2 separate regions of the Danio rerio genome follow, and region 2 is linked to region 1. Evidence: chromatin contacts called from public Micro-C data. All regions are on one chromosome and are shown on one strand. The core of a region is the stretch at or near the end of the contact, and the rest is flanking DNA. Distances in the headings are between cores, read along the strand shown.

Region 1 (6,720 bases), core at 2,370-4,869:
TCTCCTCCTTTACCACTGATCAGGCAGCACGGAGGCCCAGTGGTTAGCACTGTGAGCCCCACAGCAAGAACACTGCCGGCCCTGGTCCCACCAGGCCGGTCGGTGTTTCTATGAGGAGTTTGTATATTCTCCCCGTGTTTCTCCCCGATGTCTCCGGTTTCCTTCACCATCCAAAGAAATATAATGTGTTTTTCAAAAGAGTGAACTTGCATTGCAATGCTATTATATTGTCATTTGGCATTTTATAATGAGTGGCAAAAAATAGATATCGTATCGGCCTGATGCAGAGTGTATGATTTATATTAACAAGGTAGAAAAAAATTAAGAGACCTTTTCAAAATAATTTTCAAGTCTCTGGATTTACCATTAATAGATGCAGGTTTTTATTAAAATGTTTATTTGGGTTTTAAATTGATTTTATGAAATACTCATAACCTCAAAATTAAAGATATCATTTAAAACATTTTTTGCAGAAAATTACAATAGGTGAAAGAAAAATATTCCATATTTTCAGACCTTAAATGTGTAACATACATATGATACGTTGAATGCGATGTTTGCAATAAAAACCCAAAACCTATAAAACATTTTTTTTTAATTATAGGTATAAAAATAATTATAAAAACAATCAAAACATATTCGGTAACATTATATTGCAACTGTTTATATTTTCCAAAACAACTAACCACAGAGTTATGGGTAGGCATGGGACGATAACCGGTTTCAAAGTTTACCGCGGTTTAAAAAAGTCAAGGGTTTAATACTGGAAAATGTTTCTGCTATACTGTTCCTAAGGTATGTATAAGTTTTTTTACGTGTTTTTACACATTTTTTTATAATTTCTTAGAGCAATAGTATCTTTAGCAGAAAATGACCCTCCAAAAATGCCTTTTCAAGTTGTAAAGAAATCTGTGTTTTTTAAAAAAAAAAAACTATTAAACCAGCAGAAGTCAAATAAAATATATTGTGCTTAATGGGGAAAAAAGTTGTTGTTTTTCACAAAGACATTTAAAAAAAACATGAAACTGTGAAATTTTTATCCAGGTTTTTTTTTTTTTATATCGTCATACTTATACCGGCCCATGCCTAGTTATGGGATAAGAAAAATATCAATCTGTAAACATATTCTATATTTTAAATGGGAAAATAAACATGCATTATGGATGTGACCAAAAAGGTTTACAGTACACAGCACACTTTGTAAAAATTCTGTGAATTAAACTGCACAACCCAAAAGAAATAATGCTAATCAAAAGAATAAGAGTTGGCCCACTACAGAACAAAAATGATTAATTTTATTTGACATTTTTGCATTTATGAGTAAAAGGCTTTGTTATGTATGTGACACTTTTCAATTATGGATGTGACAAATGTGAAATTGCCAATTGTGTGACTTTAGTAAAGCAAATAAAATAGTTTGAAACACTGACAGAGACATGTTTGAGTATTACTATTAAATACTTGCTTACACTGAAAAAAAGTGTAAAAACGGTTTCTCTATTTAAGTGAAAACTTTATTTCTTTCATGGCAAGGTTGACATTTGCATGGAATTGCTTATATATGTGAAATACCAGAGCTGTATATACTTTTTTTGTGGTTGTGAAGTAATTACCTACACATAAGCGTGAGTGCAGACAAGGCACTTGTAAGAAAGTAAAAGAACAAGGCTGAAGACTGAACAGTGCTGACTAAAATTACCCAAATGGATGGTCAGACTACACTTCTTGTTAGATTTACATCTATTATTGTATATGAATGCTGAAGACTGGAATCACATTTAAGAAAGAACTTTGGTGAACTCTGACCCTCAAATTTGTATAATCTGAGATGTGACCTCAGATGACTTTGTACATGAATTGATACAAATGTACATGAATGAAGAGTAGCTTATTTTATGAATTATTGATATATATTAGAGCAAATTAAAAAATATGCCACAGAGTAAATATTAATAATTTAAATTAAAATATAGTTAGTTTTTGACTAAAAAGCATGGAGAGGACTTTAACATCAATTTGCTTTCAATCGACTTATAAAGACACAGTTCACCCAAATATTACTAATAATCATGTTGTTGGAAGTCTGCAGGACTTACTTCTCTCTTAATAGAAAGAAAAGTCACAAAGAATGTATGGAGACTGAAGCTGTCAATATGTCTGACAGCTCCTATTGAAGAAAGCGAGTTAGGCATGTTCGGAGTGTGTTTTAGATAAACTAACTTTTAATTACACTCTAATGAAGATATACTTTTGTTTTATGCACTTATTTTTTTCAGTTTGCAAGTATTTCAGGAGAGAGCAAACTTCACACGAAACCAAAACACTCCTCGTAAGTTTCTCTATACACATATCATGTCATTCCAGACAACATTCAGGGAAAGTGCTAATGTGAGCGTGGGGTACCTGGAGGTAGCTGGATATTCTGGATGTTCTGGCCCGGGCTGCTCTGAGGGAGTCGGGGCGCTAACACCTGTGGCGCGCTGGCCCTGATGGTCGGGCTAGATGATGCTGATGCTGCTGCAACAGTTGCCGGAGCTGCGGTTCTCGCAACCCCCTGCAAAACAGCCCCCTTGGCCACTGCAGGGCCGACAGTCATGCTGCCTGCGGGCTGGATGATAGTTTTAGGAGACTCGGACTTGCTCGCGGTGACAGGTGCAGAAGTCTGGTTCAACAAAAGAGGGGTCGTTGTAGTAGTAGAACTAGTAGTAGTAGTTGAAGTAGTAGTTATTCCCGGGGTCGCTACATTGGCTACAGAAATGGTGGTATTATTATTACTTCCGTTAATAGTTAAACCTGCTCCAGCAGTTTGCATAGATGGCCTGACAACTGTCACTAAGGGTCCTGCACTGGATGCTGCGGCTGGAGGAGTCCCGAAAGAAGACTGTATCACTGTGTTTGGGCTTGGGGCGACCGTGACGTTTCCGAGTCCTTTCGCCACCCCGGGCCCGTTATTAACAACCGGGACAGAAGTTGAAGCGTCGTCTGACGATGATGATGATGGACCACTGGACACTGGAGTGCCGCTTTCAGTGTGCGGATCCATTGCATTGCCTCCGTTCAAAGTTTGCACTGTGGACGTCCCGATCAAAGTAGTTACCATAGCATTAAGAAAGACCGGATCGCCTTAGCTGTCTTCCATCTGTGCCTCTGGCACATCAGTTCAGGAAGTTTGGGTTTTCATCGGCTTTTCCCTCCAGTTGCTTTTCGAAGGAAACAAGCGTGAGTGAATGGGAGTCTCGTGTCACAATGTCAATAAGGATTTGACAAGCGCCCGTGTCACCTCAAGTCCATTAGTAACAATGCTCTTGGGAGAAATAATCATCTAACACACTTGAAGAGCGACTGCTTTCATTATGTTCATATGTACAAGAGCTCGCAAAATGTCAACATTAGCTAGTTGAATTGCCTCTTTTCCCGGAGTCAGCGGGGTGATTTTCCGGCTGCCTGGGCGCTTACCTCAAACTTATTATGGCAAGATGTGGAAACGTCTAATCTAATACAACCTGAAGTGTCGGTAAAAAGTTTCTTTCCCACTCTTTTAATACAGAAATCCTTATATAGCAGGTCAAAGCCTGCCGCCATCTTCGATGTGAACAGTGAGGAGCTTTGGATAAAATGACATTGCGCATGCGCGCAAAAGCGGAAACGTCATTACGCTGAAGTTTTGTGGAGCCGCCATTGGTGGTCTCCGTGCGTGGAGGCGGGACATGAGAAACGTCAGTTGATTCTGGCGGAGCGCGGTCAGAGTCGGTCTGTCATCGAGAAAAGGGCCTTGTGAAGTTGAAAAACAACCGTTGAATTATACGGGCGCTGCTCTCGGTTGTGTCTAGAGGCACTTATAGCTGTTATGTGCGGGTTATAAAGCATGTAGAGGCTGTTGTGTGAACTTCACAGCGGGCTGTCTTCCCCCAAGATGGCCCCGTGTTTTGAAGCGTCTGTGTTGAAAGCGTGAAAAGGCGCCACACCTCTGCCAGCGTGACTGGCCATAGAGGGCACGCGTGCTACTGCAGCCATAGTTCACAGGGTTTCTGGTCACACGCTCAATCTTCACTTTAACTTATGCTACACTTTTTCTGTCAATGTGCACAGCGTTGCATCGGGATAAAAAGTCTGTATTTTGCAAGCACGTTATAAATAAAATATGGCTGATTAAATAGTCAACGAAGTGACAGAAAGAACCAATAGAAAGCTCTTTCTTGAACCAATAGTACCTAATTTTTTTCTAACATAATGTGAGCTGACACATTTGCTCTCAAAAGTCCTCCCTTATTTTTATAGGTGTTTTTTTTTTATAATTTGATAACATTTTGTTAAAATAGCAATTAATGAAACTTATATAAAAAACTTTATTTATCTGTGGTTGCCACAGCGGAATAAACCTACTTATCCAGCATGTTTCACGCAGCGGATGCCCCTCCAGCTGTAAACCCATCACTGGGAAACATTCATACTCTCTCTCATTCACACTTATACCCTACTGACAATTTAGCTAACCCAATTCACCTATACCACATGTCTTTGGACTTGTGAGGGAAAACCAGAGCACCTGGAGGATACCAACGTTAACATGGGGAAAGCATGCAAATCCCACACAGAAATCCCAACTGACCCAGCTGAGGCTCGAACCAGTGACCTTCTTGCTGTGAGACGACATCGTTAAACAAGCATCACTAAATATTAGTCGTGTTTTTCTGGTTGTTTTCACTATTTCTAATCATTTCAATTAAGGATGAGAACTTTAACACTTAACATCTATACCAGTGTACTTTACAACTACTTTAATTTACTAATTTAATTAGTTTAATTTTTTAATAATTAAAAAACTATTTAGATACACAAGCATTTTATTGGTATTAATTTTGCACTAATCAATATCACCAGTGAATCAGTAAACAAGTATGAGTTTTATAAAAAAAAAGGCAGATCAGATCAATGTTCATAAAGGTCGCTGATGATGTGTGGTCAACGTTTCTTTCATTTCTGATTTGAATTAAATAATGTTTATGTCATCGCGTAATCTGCTAGATTGAATGGAAAAAATAAACATAATGCTCTGGAGCAGTTGGTTCTTCTTGTATTTACAGTATACAGTGCATCCGGAAAGTATTCCTATCGCTTCACTTTTTCCATTTTATTTTATGTCACAGCCATATTTCAAAATAGATTAAATTAATTTGTTTCCTGAAAAATGTACACACAATACCCCATAATGACAATGTAAAAAAAGATTTTTTGAAATTGTTGCAAATTTATTAAAAATAAAATACCTGAAAAATCACATGTACACAAGTATTCACAGCCTTTGCTCAGTACTTTGTTAATGCACCTTTAGGAGTGATTCCAGCGTCAAGTAATTTTAAATGGGATGCTACAAGCTTGGCACACCTGTCTTTGGGAATTTTTGCCCATTCCTCTTTGCAGTACCTCTCAAGCTCTATCAGGTTGGATGGGAAACAACGATGTACAGTCACTTTCAGATCTCTCCAGATATTCAATAGGATTTAGAGGTCTGGGCTCTGGCTGGGCCACTCAAGGACACTGAAGCTGTCTTTTATTAAGGAATTTTGGAAGAGAAGATAAAAGCATGATTATACCTAAACCATAATTAATTAATATAATTTTCTTATGGCAAAACATTTAATGATAAAAAAAACCTCAAATTGAATGTGAACAAAACGTTTTGCTTTTAAACGATCAATATCAAGGATTTTGTGTTTATTTTAAGTTAATCATGTTTCAACTTATTCCTAACTTGTACATGATCCAACTTAATGTTTTAGGTCAGTTTAATTTAATGCTAATTTGATTTCACCTAAAAATTCAGTATGTATTAAATCGCAGCCCTGACTTTCTCTGCTCATTCGCTCACAGTTTCAATGACAAGCTGTTTGTTCTAAAAGAGATTTAAATGATTGTATTTGCATCACAGGTGCGGCTCTCCTGATGTGTGTGACGCTCATTGAGTGCCAGATTTAAATATCAAATATGCATCAATTTTTTATTGTTACTTTCTCTACGGTGTAAAACATAATTTCACAGTTTATAATGAAACAGTATTCTAGTGACCTGTTCAAGTAAATGCTTCAGAGGTACAGTCGTTTTTCCTACATTACTTGCTGAAAGGTATTCATTCATTAAATTTCTTTTCAGCTTAGTCACTTATTAATCATGGCTCGCCACAGCGGAATGAACCTCCAGAAAATGTTTTTTGCAGCGGATGCCTATCCAGCCGCAACCCAACACTGGGTAACACCCTTACACTCTCATTCACACACATACACGGCCAATTTAGCTTATTCAATTCAATACCGCATGTCTTTAGATTGTGGAGGCACCTAGAGCACCTAGAGGAAACCCACGCGAACACGAGGAGAAAATGCAAACTCCACACAGAGATGCCAACTGACCCAGCCGAGGCTCAAACCAGCGACTTTCTTGCTTTGAGGCGATCGTGATACACACTGCGCCTCCATGACACCCATTGCTTAAAGGTATAGTTACAAAAAAAAGATTTCCTCACCATTTTTTCACATTTAAGTAGTTTTAAATTCTTGTTAGTTTCTGAATTCTGTTGAACACAAAGAAGGATATACTGAAGAATGTTGAATAAACAGCCATTCCTTTACATTTTATCACTACTATAATAGCTAATTTTCTCCAACATTCTACAGAATATCTTTTTCTGGAAGAAGTAGATGGTGAGTAAATGATGAATTTCAT
Region 2 (7,048 bases), core at 2,329-4,828, 200 kb after region 1:
TGTGAGAAGCTAGGTATCACAAATGTAAACAAAAATGAAAATATAGTAATGAAATGCTAAGCTATGACAATGCAGACACATCTAATGTCACCCACACACAGCACAACACACACCAGCATGGACAAAGCCACTCTCTCACCAAAGACCTCAAGGTGGCATTTCACTAATGCACAGCAGAACAAGCGATTTTGTTGTTCTTAGCCTCAACCCTGACAAACCTGAATGACACTTATTTCAACTACTGTCATTTCAAAAACCATAATAAATGTTTTGACATTTGATGTCATTTTAAGCTACATTTGAGAAGACTTTTATTTTTTTTATGGCTACTTAAATATGTAGTCTAAATCCTCACTGATAAAGCTTGATTTCATGTTTAAAAGTGTGAGACAAAAAACTTGCTTTTATTAATATTATTACTTTAGAATTTTTTTAAATGCAGCTTCCATAAACTGCATTCAAAATCCTTAAATCACACTATAATTGTATATATTGAAATCATCCATTAATTTTGATTCCACTTGACTTCTGACTAGGACTGTAACATCCTTCCAATACACTTCCCATACAATCATAACCAATACATTTTTTTACTCGTAGACTAATCCTAAATTTGTATAAATTGCCTCTTACATCATTCAAATCACATGTATGAAAGCATTAAGGCTTTCCTGTAAAATATATTGATGACGGAAGAAGTTGTGGTAGGTTGTTCGGGCTGTTGTAGGTATATTAGGTTACTTAAGGTGTTTTTGGTCACCACTTGTTTAGCCTGCATTAATGCATTCAGTGTAAGCTGCACAATTAATCATTAAAAGATCGGGATCTCAACACTGACTAAACAAATTATAAATGATAGTGATTTGCATATGTTTATTAATGCTTTGAATTGCTGCATTCAAATCATAGTTTAAAAATGCAAAAATCAAGAAAGAAATTTAGTCTTTATTCATTTGAGTTATGAAGTTGCAAATAGTCAAATTAAAGCTGCAAGCAGTGATGAAAGGGACCTCGCACCCAGGCTTACCACCGCCCAGTGGGCTTAGGAAGACAGAGAAAAGTGGACAATAATAATTTAAGCTGAAATTAGGTGGCGCTATGACTGTGACTCAATATTAGCATGTAGATGTCTTCAGGAGAGAAATCTCATTGAACCTGTGAATTTTTAGGCAGATCAGTCATTATGGGGCTGAGTTATAAGCTCTTCCCCCCTCCATGGTGAAACACGAAAATTTGTCGGTCCGCCACAGAGGCGCCCTTCGGCAAACTCTAGATCATCACAAATAAGCATCACAAAGGCCTTTGGACTAAACTAATGGATTCGTAGGGGGAGTTTGTTACACTGTAAAACATGTCATTTCCTGTTGTCAGCAAGTGGAGCTATAACTGTAGGTTATCGGACGGATGGGACAATACATGCCTGAGTTTTAACAACTTCCTGTTTCGTGGTGAATCAAAGTATAAGAGGCCGCCACACACACATTCTTTGACGAAAACTCTAGATCTTCGCAATTTAACATCGCCAAGGCCTTTAGATGACAACATCCAATTTTGGTGTTGATCTGATGAAATCCTTAGTAGAATTTCGTTAAAATATAATGCTTGGAAATGGCAAAAAAACACTTTTTTTGCACAGGAAGTTAAAAATATCTGACCTCCTGTTGAGTTTGAGATTTTGCTTAAAGCGACTTTTTTGTTGATATTGGCAATTTTCATACGTATGAGTGAATTGTAGTCCTGGGTCCAGTCCGTCAAAACTGCATAGGTGGTGCTGTAGAGACATTTTGCCACATCCACCTCCGAAAGCTATAACAAACATAAATTTTCGCCACTTCTGGGGCATGGGCAAAGTTTTGTGAGTGTTCAGGCATTCGGTGCTCGGCCCCTAATAACACAAAGTACTGGAACAACAGGTTATAGTTTTGATAAAACCGATGATGTTCATGGTAAAGATTAAAATCACCATCATATGCATTTATCTAGCATTTATCTATTATGAGTGAATAATAATTTTTTTGAAAATGAGACTAAAAATCTAAATGGGTTGTACAAATTATAATGTTAGATTTTTACATATAGCATTGGCGGCAACAGTAGTAGTAGTAACAGATAATTTATTCATTTTATTTTTAGTAATATTACAGGTTATAAGTTCTGTTTGTTAATACCAAACGTTTCTTGCAGTACTATTTTTGTAATAAATGGGAAGCAAATTACATTTGTATCCTTTCTTTTTTGCTGATCTAAATAATGGTCCGATCGGTAAAAAAAACAATGTGATCAAACCGTGAGATTTAGGATCCAGTATACCACTATTTCGACAGCCCATTTATTTATTTTTTTACAATGTTTTTTTTTTTTTTTTTTTACATCAAATATCTACAAAAATTGAAAATATGAGTGCATGAGCAATAGGGTTATTTGCACTTTTATTTGCCTCCAGCTGTTTAGATTTTTTGAATAATAAAAATATTATGTTCATAGTATGATTATATGATATTATTGTCATCAATAAACATATGCAAAAGCAACTAGACATCATTTTGGATTAAAATAATGCACCATCTAGATGACGAAAACAATGGTTTACTTGTGCCAACTTAAAAAGAAAATATTATGGGTGAAGAATATCTTATGTAGCTCTCCGGTCTAAAAAGACTTGTCCTTGGAGAAATTAATAAAGATCCAGTTTCAACCAGAAATCACTACATGTGGCTGTTTTTAATTAACTACAAACCATGTAAGATTTTAGAGAGCCATACACAGACTGCACTACACTTATGCAAAACAAGAAACGGTGCCAGGTTTCTGAAAACACTTTAGGTATTGTATCCAGATCTGAAATAAAGCTCAGTCTGGTAAGGTGAGACATTTCATTGTTTAAGCGACACATGTAATTATATGCGGAGCTGACGAATGGATCATGTTGCTAAGCCAACAGAGACTAATTATTTCCATCACTGGTCTATCGCTCGCTTTTTGTAAAGACCTAAAAGAAAAGCTTGAAATATCACACACAACAAAATCTCCTTTAAATGCTAAAAGTAAGAGGTAACTTAAGCCAACATAAGACAAACAGTCCACTAAAAACTAAGTGGCACTTTGTTTTTAACAGCTACTCCCACCATAGCACTACTTATATCAATAGATTAACATCCATGAAAGTTGGCTTCTAAAGGCTTTTAAATCATTTGTGAAGACTACGATTTAGCATTGCATTGTCATTGAGTCAAGTTAAAGAGTACGCAAGCCGTGATTGTGTAAATAAGTGAACAGCGAAAGAAAGTGCGTCATAAAGGGTCTGAAGGTGCACTAGGTGCATGTAGCTTGCGTCACAGAAACAGATTTGAAGCGCAGCCACCTGTCCGGACTGAATGCAACTAGAACATCTATATTAGACTCTAGTGACTTGGATATTAAATGTCATTAACAAATCTGGCATGGATCATTTTGAGTGACAGGAAGGAAAAGACATATGGCAGGTGGCACGAGCTTTGTTTTGCATATGAAGGGGGATATGAGAGAAGGGGTGGTGTCACGTGTGGTGTGGTGTTGTGTGAGGGGGGAGGGTGTTGGTTTTCTCCAATGAAACATGTGGCGGGGCAGAGTGTGCTCCGATTTCACTGCCAAACCCTAAAGCACCCTTGATATCCTGCTAACGTCCTGACAGCAAACAACAACCGGCTAAGACTTTAACATACACAAACACAAATAAACGTGACACCCACAGCGTCACATGGGCACAATGTTTAGAAGAAACACACAGAACTCATCATAGTATTTTTATAATTTATAAAAGGGTCACTTGTAATCTAAATTGCTTTTGCTTTCAAAGTCATTAGTTTAGTGCAGCACTGCTTACCAAGTATGCTCACATGAAGCGATATAATTCAGAAAGAGCAGGTATTAGCACAGTCTAACTGTTTTCATGCATCTGCTTGTGTGTGTCAGCATTTCTATGTATGTCAGTTATTACATGTAACATCTTGATGATCAAAATGTATAAAATAACCGAAATAAAACCTTTAAAACTAAAAATGTATCATTACTTACCAAGAATTGAACCAAAAAGTACTTCTTTAAGCCAGTATAATGGAAATCAAACAAAAAGTAATGTAGCTTTGAACCTCATAAGCGGACAAAATTTAGAAAGAAAAACAGAAATGATGAGAAATGGATAATTTCTGTAAAGATAAAAGGAAGAGTCATTTAGGTTTGAAACAACTTGAGACAAACATGTTTAGTAAAAAGAATTTCCAATTAATTTAAATAACAAAATGTTTTAATTTAAACAAAATACATTTTATAGGAAACCTACAAATAAAGATTTATAGCAGATGAAAACATTTATTAAGATGAAAACATGGAAAGAAATTGAGGAATTATTACTTTGAATATATTATGATTAATTATAATAATAATCATTGTACTGGCCCAACACCCCCTTAAGTGGTTCCGTTCTCTCATCAGCTGGAACAGAATAACTTTTGCAAAGATTATGATCAGTGTGCAAAATCCAGGCGGAAAGCCCAGAATAGCACTTGACATTTAGAGGTTAAAAGGCCACTTTCAGACCATAAAGAATGACAATGTAGACTTACAGAAGGCTAAACGCTAAAATAATTTTTTTAACGACCAAGTTAACCTTAAAAACATTAAAAACAAATGTTATTTTAAGGAAAATAATTAAAGCACATTAATTACTAGTTACTAGAGTTATTAAATAAATAAATTTTTCTTAAATTTTTTAATGAAATATATTGTTAGTAATTGGATGGGTGTTGGTCGAATTGAGCATAGCGGTAGGGTACCCCCAAGATCCTCCAAATGAAATTCAAGGCTTTTTAAGAACTTTTCGATATCATTTTAAATGAACTTCATTGCCAACTTCGCACCCATTCCGACAGAAGTATGAGGGGAAAAAAAAGTCAAATCTGTATAAAGTTTGAACCCTAGAAAATAATTATGTACAAGTGGGCTACTTGAGTTAAATAAAGCATTTTATTTCAATTTTCAGTTATATTTAATACATTGGCAGCAGCGCGGTCGTCCACCCAGTAGTGAATATGAAGGTCCAATTGAAGGTCAAACATGACCACAAATCCGTTGGCCTTATTGACTATTGACTATTATTATTGAATTCTTTAGTTATAAAAGGATCTGAATTAAGTAATAAATGCAGTTTTGTTGCTTCCGCACAAGAATGTAACTTCAACCTCAGAGTCAGGAAAAATGGTTTTGAAAACCTCTGTAATGTTCTCATTCGATGTGTAAGAGGGGTGCTCAGACATTGTTTAAGGACCCACATCACATCTGCCTGCAGAGTTGGTGTTGAGCCACAGTAAAGGGTGATTTATACTTCTGCTTCAAACGCCGGCATATGCTACGATGCTGACGCATAGCCCTTCGCCGTGGCCGTCGTGCACCTCTCAAAAAAATTTAACTACACATTGCAACGATGCGTAGCGCAAGCTCTGTGATTGGTCGGCTTGGTAGCGCTGACAATCTGAGCAGGACCGAGAGCCGCGTGAATGGTGCGAGCCCAATGGAGCAATTGTTTACAAGTCTGGAGTCCCGTGAAGGAGCTCCGGATGGAAAGTTTTGTTTTGTGTTTACCTCATAGTTAAAGTTGTTGCACGTCCGCTGGTTCCTGCCTCAAAATGAGCGAGTTTGTTCCACTTTTACATCCCGGAAGTGTTCAGGAAAAGTAAAACAGCAGCGAAGAAACTCGACACAGAGGGACATTTACACCTCACTGCCAACTAGCGTTTCGAAAGTGTTAATGCAGACCAACAGAGACAGCACGGAGAAGTATAAATGCACAGCTACGCTCGTTGCATGCGCCGTGGGTTACGCCGGTCACTTGACGCAAAAGTATAAACCAGGCTTAAGATAGGATGTTCCTTTGCTGTGGCGGCAGGGCTGGGCAAGCTACTTGAAAAATCTAAAGAGCTAAGCTATTAGCTACTCTACTTAAAATGTAGCTTAGCTACACTAAAAGCTACCCTCAGGGAAATGTAGCAAGCTAAGCTAAAAACTAATTGGAAAAAGTAGCTTAGCTACATCTAAGAAATTTTTACAATTTTTATTTTTAAATCGAACCAACTTAAATCCAATTCAATCAGATCTCAGTGATCAATAAAACTGTCATTGACACATATGAGACATAATTCAGTTATTTACTGTAAATAATATGCTGTATTAAACAGAAACAAATTATATTAAATAACGGCATACACTAAAAATCCAATAAAACCAGGTGTTACACAATACAATACTACAGTAATTTATAGTAAAGGGAAATACTTTGCAATAAGTTTTATATTGTGTGTGTATATATATTATTGTGAGAGAGTGTAAGAGAGAGAGAGAGTGTGAGAGAGAGAGAGAGAGAGAGAGAGAGAGAGAGAGTTTACTGTATGGACTGTGGTTCCATATTTTGCCAATTTATTGCAAATTTTTATTTCATCAAAATTTATTTATTTTGTTCATTGCTGAAGAAGTACTTTCATGGCAGCTCCAGAGATGAAGTTCATGCGTTATGTTCTCATACTGCTGCAGCAGATGCTAAAAACAACTCTAGTCGGGTTCCATGATGTGTTATTGTAACAGAAACACAACAACAACAACGTAAGCTGGAATCTTCTATTGCATTATGCTGATCATTCATTCACATCTCTGTGCTGTTAAGCATGTACACTTTATCCCCACTATAATAAACAAGGTCACTTCAAACATCCTAAAATGCTGAGTTAGTTTATCATCACTGTGCTTATACTTCAAACTCAATATCAAACACCTCTGCCACCACAAAGTGCTGCTGTCCAATACCAACGGATATGCAGGAAAATTATGTCCATCTGTTATCAGTGTTTTTCCTTCACCCGCTCAGTGGGAGAATGGCAGATGTGGCCCATTCACCTTCCTGAGGCCCAGTACAAAAGATACCCTCTGCACGCACACAAAAGAGCGGGGTGAGGGGTTTCTAGAGGATGGAAGGGAGGGCTGGAGGTGGAGGGCCAGCATCTTCCACCTGCTTCTGTTTAAG

What was found. A called contact is a pair of places that touch in the nucleus more often than the background predicts.
Region 2: a contact with region 1 is called in a Micro-C map of caudal fin, with 2.6 times the contacts expected there. The contact joins the enhancer-like site here to the promoter of taf4a in region 1. A contact is called at or near these places in 2 of 18 Hi-C or Micro-C datasets (caudal fin and hematopoietic stem cells).

Annotation. Positions count from the first base shown.
Region 1 is chr11:23,088,966-23,095,685 of GRCz12tu, forward strand. taf4a (TAF4A RNA polymerase II, TATA box binding protein (TBP)-associated factor) reads right to left here and starts at 3,620. Exons shown (of 15, transcript XM_005172888.6): 1 at 2,404-3,620. The coding sequence starts at 3,100. All of the region lies in intron 1 of LOC141376595 (a long non-coding RNA gene), which reads left to right.
Region 2 is chr11:23,284,458-23,291,505 of GRCz12tu, forward strand. All of the region lies in intron 1 of mapkapk2a (MAPK activated protein kinase 2a), which reads right to left. The region is part of intron 1 of LOC141376595 (a long non-coding RNA gene); the gene reads left to right. Among named protein-coding and RNA genes, the nearest start is that of mapkapk2a, 35 kb to the right of the region's middle. Within about 2 kb of position 3,579, at least 30 of the 62 cell types and tissues checked have an H3K27ac peak or open chromatin away from gene starts, as enhancers often do. A contact at or near this core is called in caudal fin, where this site is marked.